Linked DNA regions of Pan troglodytes: region 1 is linked to region 2. A link is a contact called in public Hi-C data. All regions are on one chromosome and are shown on one strand. Each heading gives the region's core, a stretch centred on a gene start, on an enhancer-like site or on the middle of the called end of the contact. The rest is flanking DNA. Distances are from core to core; before and after follow the strand shown.

Region 1 (3,772 bases), core at 835-3,334, 150 kb before region 2:
GCTCACTGCAACCTTCACCTCCTGGGTTCAAGTGATTCTCCTGCCTCAGCCTCCTGAGTAGCTGGGATTACAGGCATGCGCTACCACACCCGGCTAATTTTTGTATTTTTGATAGAGACAGGGTTTCACCATGTTTCACCATGTTGGCCAGGCTGGTCTCGAATTCCTTACCTCAAGTGATCTGCCCACCTTGGCCTCCCAAAGTGCTGGGATTATAGGCATGAGCCACCACGCCCAGCCTCTTCGGTTTTTCTAATAGAAAACCTAGCATATTTTAAACGATTTTGCCACTTAACACTTATTATGGACCCACAGGGTATGAGGGCCTTTGGAGATCATCTAATCGGACTTCCCACCCAACTACAGGAATCATTTCATTGCAACAACTCTTTAAACCCCTCTAGAAAATGCAATGCTCTCTCCCCTTTTCCACGGTTGAACATCTCCCTCATGGCCCTATAATAATCAATGATAATTAATGAGCCTCTTCCTCTCCTTGGACAAAGAAATATGATAGGAGAAATGTTTAGTTTGCTGATGCCCATCATGGGGGAATAGTCCACTGGTAACTCTGGCTTTTGGGTTCAGGATTAGACAGAGTGGTTAAACTATTTATCATAACTATAAATTTGTTCCACAAACATAACATTTCAAAGGTAGCTTTGTTTCCTCTTTCCTTGCACTGCCAGCTATTAACTTTCGGTTCATTAGTCACGATTTTCAGAATCCACTTGGCTGCCACCTTCCTGCGGCCAGACCATCTTGGATCAGAGGCTGGGCCAGCCATTCCCACTTCACACCTGCCACGGGATCGATTTTTTCCCCCATTGACCACAGTCACTTTTTGTCAATTAATGAATGTTATTCACCTGGTACCCATCTTGTGAATGGTAGGCCACTACGGAGCGGATTACTACTTCATATCCCATCAATGACAGAGCCATCATTACGAAAACCTTTTCTGACAACCACTGAAGAGAAACCATCTCCACACCGTGCATTTTGCATCACTTCCGTTGCTTCTGTACCTGATTTATCACAAAGACTATGTACCACACATCTTCTTTATTAATGCATTGATAATCAATGAAGACAATGAAAACCCACCACTTTTGTCCGTGAACTGAGAAAGAAAACGGCAATGTCATATGGCATTAATGATGCATGAGATCTATGGGTGTAGTGTCACGTCTAGGCGTGTAGTAATCCAGTCTTCGGCCTTACTCCAGGGAGAAAGATTCAGCTTTGTTACTTTCCAGTCACTCCCTCCCGTAACACAGCACCTTGGCACAGACAGCAGAGCGACAAAACCCAGAATGAGGACAGTTAAAATTCAACTCAAGCTACAGCCATCCCAACAGTCCTCCCCAGCTCCCGCGGAATATTTACCAAGACCGTTTAAAGCACTTAATTAATTCACTTCAGCTTCGCTGGAGAGGTCTCAGGGTTCCCGAGACTCCATTACATAATATCTTTTACAAAGTCTATTCCCAGCTCGAGTGGAAGATGGATTCTCATCCAGTGTGCGGAGGTTCCATGCCTTTGCTTCCCTTTCCCGGAGTTCGATCCGGCGATACCCTCCCGAGGCTGCAGCCATCGCCCCGGCCCCGAGCTGCTGGGGTACCCGCCACTCTTCGAACTCCAATCTGGCCCCGAAGGTGCAGCCGCCTCGCCCTCCTGGCTCCCAGGCCGGCCGCTGCGGCCACGGTGCCAGCGGGCGCCCGGGACACCGCGACTCTCGCTGCTCGTTGGGTGCGCCCCAAGCCCATCCGCAGCGCACCCGCGGTGCCGGGGCCAGAGCCGCAGCTCGGTGGCACGGCCGGCTCGGTGCGCCGGGCTCGGGGAGGAGGAGACCGGGAGGAGGAGGCGTGTGAGGGAGGGAGGAAGGGCCCGGCCGCCCGAGAGGGGGAGGGGGAGGCGGAGGGGGCCGGCCGGGCCGGGGAGAGGGTGGGGGGTGCAGCCAATGAGCGGCGCGCGGCGCGTGGGGGTGGGGGGAAGGTCTGGGGGAGGAGGTAGGATGGGGGAGGGCGCAGCCCGAGCGGCGGAGGCTCCAGCCATAAACAAGCGCCCGGAGGAGCGGCGCAGGAGTGAGGCGAGCGGGGCGAGCGGGGCGCGCGGAGCGGACGCCGCGGATCTTGTGCTGCGCCACCGCGCCCACTCGGCAGCTCGGGAGGCGGGGACCGGCCCGGAGGCTGCGCCGCTGCGGGGCCGGCCGACTCGGAGGAGGAGAGGGAGGAGGCGCCGCCGGCCCGGGCTGGAGCCGAGCGCAGCAGCCACCGCCGCCGCCGCCGCGCCAGAAGTTTGGGTTGAACCGGAGCTGCCGGGAGGAAACTTTTTTCTTTTTTCCCCCTCCCTCCCGGGAGGAGGAGGAGGGGAAGCCGCCGCTGCCGCCGGCGCCAAGGCTCGTGGGCTCGGGGTCGGCGCGGCCCGCAGAAGGGGCGGGGGCCTCGCCCCGCGAGGGGAGGCGCGCCCCGGGGGCCCCGAGAGGGGCGGTGAGGACCGCGGGCTGCTGGTGCGGCGGCGGCGGCGCGTGTGCCCCGCGCAGGGGAGGGCGCCCGCCCCGCTCCCGGCCCGGCTGCGAGGAGGAGGCGGCGGCGGCGCAGGAGGATGTACTTGGTGGCGGGGGACAGGGGGTTGGCCGGCTGCGGGCACCTCCTGGTCTCGCTGCTGGGGCTGCTGCTGCTGCTGGCGCGCTCCGGCACCCGGGCGCTGGTCTGCCTGCCCTGTGACGAGTCCAAGTGCGAGGAGCCCAGGAACTGCTCGGGGAGCATCGTGCAGGGCGTCTGCGGCTGCTGCTACACGTGCGCCAGCCAGAGGAACGAGAGCTGCGGCGGCACCTTCGGGATTTACGGAACCTGCGACCGGGGGCTGCGTTGTGTCATCCGCCCCCCGCTCAATGGCGACTCCCTCACCGAGTACGAAGCGGGCGTCTGCGAAGGTACGGCCGCCCGCTGCGGGCCCCCTCCCACCTGGCCTGCGCCGCCCTCTCGGCGCTGGTTGTGCCGAACAAAGTTTGGCCGACACTTTCTGGAGGAAAGAGGGCTCTGCGGGAGGAGGGGCGGCCGCCGCCCCCAGGAGAGTGCCCCCGCGGCCCTGCGTTCCCTCTCCTTGTTCCCCCCGACGCTTAGGCGAGGTTGGGTATGGTGGGTGGGGGCGAGCGAGTGGAGGATCGCCCCTGTCCCCGCGCAGACGCGCACACGTGTGGCCGTTCCTGCTGGGACTGGGTGGCCCGGCCTTGCACCCCGAGGTGGGGGCGCCGCGGGCGGGGGGCACTGCGGATTCTGCCGCGCGCGAGCCCCTCGGGGAGCCCGGCCCTACCGCCCTCCCCGCACTGGCGCAGTGTGGCACCGTGAGCTGCACGCTGGCCGCGAAAGTCCTTTTTCTGTTGGCGGAGGAGACGTGTCTCCAGCTCGCACTCCCCGAGTGACTCTTATTATTTTTTCCTTGAGCTCTTCCTTCACCCCTTCCTCCTCCTCCGCACATAAATCAGTTTCAGCCGCGGAATATGTCAGCCCAGGGGAAGTTACACACGGTGGTTACTCATTTATTTGCCCATTGTAAACGGTCAAAGGCTTTCTCTCCTGAAAGGAAAAGGAGGTGGGGGTTGCACCTGGGAGTGAAAAGTTGTTGCTATTAGTGGCTGCTTTTTAATGTCAGATACCCGCGCGTTTCCTATCGTGTTGCCGGTTCTTCCTTTTTGTTTGTTTGACAGCGGGGATTGTTCTGCTGGCTTCACCAGCACGCATTGTGCTCCGCGGTGTCGAGATTGACG
Region 2 (3,841 bases), core at 104-2,603:
CACACACACACACACTCAGATTAGGACCATGTAGATACCCCAGTTCACCTAACGTGCACATCTTTGGGATGTGAGAGTACCCAGAGAAAACCCACACAGCATGAGAGAACATGCAGTCTCCACACAGAGAGTGGCCCCAACCGAGAACTGGTTTTTATTCCCCTCCTAAAAGTTATGACACAATGATGTTGAACAAAACCATTGCTGTTTGAGGACCTGCTGTACTACAGCAAAGAAGTATGCAGTACTCCTCTAGGGGACACCATCCACAGTGTGTTCTCCATGGAGGTTACATTGTATTTATATATAATGAATGGCGCCCCCGACAGCTGTGTCACGTTTTGAGCACAGGAGCAAACATTTCTTTTTTTCCAGAATGAACAGAGTTTTACTACATAGTTGCTATCGACCGGCCATGCTGTACAGGCCCTGTACTTTGCCATTGTTCATCACTTTCTCTTCAATCGTAACTTCTCCCCATGGATTAGAAAGCAATTTTAGATCACGGTAAAGTCATAATGCTGAAAAATTAGGAACATAAAGCCACCTTTTTCTGCGTGGTTGCCTCAAGTGATGTACTAAAGCTTTACAAACAAACATATAAACCCCTACCCTTCTATGAATACTGTTTTTCTACTCTTTATTTATGTTTTTATTTATTTATTTTTTTTTTAGACACAGGTTCTCACCCTGTCACCCAGGCTGGTGTGCAGTGGTGCAGTCATAGCTCTCACTGCAGCCTCGACCTCCTGGGATCAAGTAATCCTCTTGCCTCAGCCTCCCAAGTAGCTGGGATTACATTCACTCACCACCACACCCAGCTAATGTTTTATTTTCTGGCAGAGGCAAGGTCTCACTATGTTGCACAGGCTGGTCTCAAACTCCTGGCCTCAAGCAATTCTCCCACCTCAGCTTCCCAAAGTGCTGGGATTACAGGTTCCAGGCAGCCGCAGTCAGTCTGCTCTTTATTTAAATGTTTGCCATGATGATGCATTTCTCTTAAGAAAACTTCATAATTGACATATGTGGATTTAGGACTACTTTCCAGTTTTTAATGTTGTCTTTTTCTGAACTAGAAGATGGTATTTTGAGATGTTTTGTCAAGTGCTAGTATTTCAGGAAAATTTCAATGTTATCAGAGTAAGTTATTTTCATGCTGTCATTTCTCTGATAATATAGCAGTCTTGATGACAGTGGAGGAGTAGGTAACAAGAACATTGATTGATGCATTTAGTTAGCAAATGTTGTTGAATACCCACTCTGTACCAAATACCATGGTAGTCCCTATACAGTGTGTCTAAAGATACTAGGGCCTGGGCCTAGAGCTCCCTCTATTGGGAAGCTGAATGTAGATGGGCCAGAGCATAACATGCAGGAGAATGGTCCCAATTCAGGCAGCACTAGAGCATCCCACTCCTAGGAGGCATAGCCAGTCTCCTTCTAATGAATGTCCTGTATTTTTATTTAAATGTACCAGCCTTTGTTTGAAATTCCATTCCATTGCAAAGCAGAGGTATATTACAGACTAGTTTTTATCACATTGTTTAAACTTGAATGGAGACAGAACCGTTTTCTTTAAAGGTGAAGCACATTCAAGATCAAGGTCTATGGAAAAACTCCTTCCTTATTGCAGGACCAGGAAAATAAAGGCACCAAGGTGCTCAGGCTCCAAAATTTCAGGGAATTTAATCCCAAGGGATGTTGACTGACTCTGGGAGGTTTTCAGGGTGTTTTTAATTCATCTATTTCCCAACATAATTCATTTGTAGTCATGACCTAAGCATTCTTGTGACAGAAAAATGGATTCACAATTTAGATCTGTGTTAGAGAAACATGACTAATAAAGTCTTCTTTTTTCACCATTCCCTTAATAATGGGGAATGAAAAATTATGACCTTTCAAGTCATATAATTACAAATTTCTAAATGAACCATTTAGAATTTCTCTTCTAAGGATGCAAATTAGTAATCAGTTGCTTTACAGTGTAATACAGGCCCATGAGGTTATATTTATATGTGTAATAAAAGGTTTATGATAATGACAGAGTAGAAAATTACACCATAAATCACATTTTCCTTTTTAAAAGATAGCAAATTAAATATGCAAATATTGCCAACTAAGATTCACAAAAGATGCTATCTTGAAATATTTATGTAAAACACGGACCCATTTCACCTATTCATTGTAGTTAAGGTTTAATTTTAGATTATAATATAAGTGTGTTTTGAGGGGACAGATGCGTTCTGTTTTTCCCAGTGACTTATGTGTTATTACAATATTCATGCTTAAAGGATGGCCAGATAAAATAAAAATTTGTTCATCATTCCAATAATTAGACTCTATTTCCCATTTCACCAGTCCATGTAGAACAATATTCAAACATTGCTGTACTTTGGCCATTACCATATTAACTTCCCTTCTTTAAATTTGATTGTCTTTCATATTCTACATTTAATTCACACAGGTCTCAACTTGCTTGCTTTGTATAATTAAGCATGCTTTTTTCTTTTTAACCTTAAACATTTCTATTTCCCTTTTCTCTCGTAAGCCCTATATAACCTTTTAAAATCATTTTAGAAGACTTCTATTAGGCTAATAACTTCAGTAATGTTGCTAGTCACCATTGCTACTTTCCTTTTTGTTCTTCTAAAATAGTATTGTAACTGACTAGCAGAGGACAGTTAAACATCTCTCCAGATTCTGCTAACAGGGGATACTTTGAACACTTCAAATAGTGGTTACTTAAACATTAATATGAGTATTTTTTCAACACACACATTTTTTAGCCTGTTAACTAAAAAGCCTGTTATGTAAGTATATCCAAATACAGGGGTATTTGTCAGCACATAGAGAAAAAACATATCTAAATGTAACACTGAATATTTTAATTACTATCATGTTGTAAAAGATGTACTTTTTTGAAAGTAATAGTAAGAAATCCCTTATGCTGCATACAATATGCAGTATTATATGATAGCATCTAACACCCATAAAAGTAATTATCATGTGGATATTTAAAAACATGTGTTATGGGATGGGCGCAGTGACTCACACCTGTAACTCCAGCACTTTGGGAAGCTGACACAGGCGGATCACTTGAGGTCAGGAGTTCAAGAAGAACCTGGCAACATTTAGTAGAGAAGGCGAAACCGCATCCCTACTAAAAGTACAAAAATTAGCTGGGCGTGGTGGTGCATGCCTGTAATCACAGATACTTGGGAGGCTGAGGTGGGAGAATCACTTGAACCCAGGAGACAGAAGTTGCAGTGAGCCGAAATCACGCCACTGTACTCCAGTCTAAATGACAGAGCGAGAGATTCTGTCTCCAAAAAAAGAAAAAAGGACATGGATTATTATGGACATGCAATAGAAATAAAACATATAATGAAAATTGGACTGTAAATTTCTAATTCCCACATAATGTAAATGGTCATCAGTGGTTTGAAGTGATTTATAAAGTTCATGGAAAAATGATCTCAGTCATTAATTGTAATAGTTATCAGCCTGCTGTTCACTCAGAGCCTACCAGATTTGAGTACACTTTAGAAATCTATGCATTTCAAAGTTGGACTTTATTTTGTTTATTATTACCAAAACATGGAGTCATGTGATAACCATGAAATAGCACAGTCTATGCTTTTTAATGATAACCAGTGCCATGGTAGAGCTGAGAAATTGAGATCTGTGGAAGAGTGGAGGATTCAGGGACCGTATTTTAGCATCGAAGTGTTCTGCTCTGTTTATCTTTGGAAGAAACATGCCGTCTCTGTGTCTTCACAGCCGAGGAACTATGTTCAGAACGTAAACAAGGCTGCACCTTGAACTGTCCCTTCGGTTTCCT

Evidence for each region. A called contact is a pair of places that touch in the nucleus more often than the background predicts.
Region 1: a Hi-C map of induced pluripotent stem cells shows a contact between it and region 2, with 2.6 times the contacts expected there. The contact joins the promoter of CRIM1 here to the enhancer-like site in region 2. A contact is called at or near these places in 3 of 7 Hi-C or Micro-C datasets (induced pluripotent stem cells and stem cell-derived neural progenitor cells) and 1 of 1 datasets of contacts at active chromatin or transcription factors (stem cell-derived excitatory neurons).

The regions. Positions count from the first base shown.
Region 1 is chr12:86,438,776-86,442,547 of NHGRI_mPanTro3-v2.0_pri, reverse strand. CRIM1 (cysteine rich transmembrane BMP regulator 1) reads left to right here and starts at 2,084. Exons shown (of 17, transcript XM_016948339.3): 1 at 2,084-2,938. The coding sequence starts at 2,608.
Region 2 is chr12:86,286,408-86,290,248 of NHGRI_mPanTro3-v2.0_pri, reverse strand. CRIM1 (cysteine rich transmembrane BMP regulator 1) reads left to right here. Exons shown (of 17, transcript XM_016948339.3): 9 at 3,781-3,841. Among named protein-coding and RNA genes, the nearest start is that of FEZ2, 92 kb to the right of the region's middle. Within about 2 kb of position 1,353, at least 1 of the 24 cell types and tissues checked has an H3K27ac peak or open chromatin away from gene starts, as enhancers often do. A contact at or near this core is called in induced pluripotent stem cells, where this site is marked.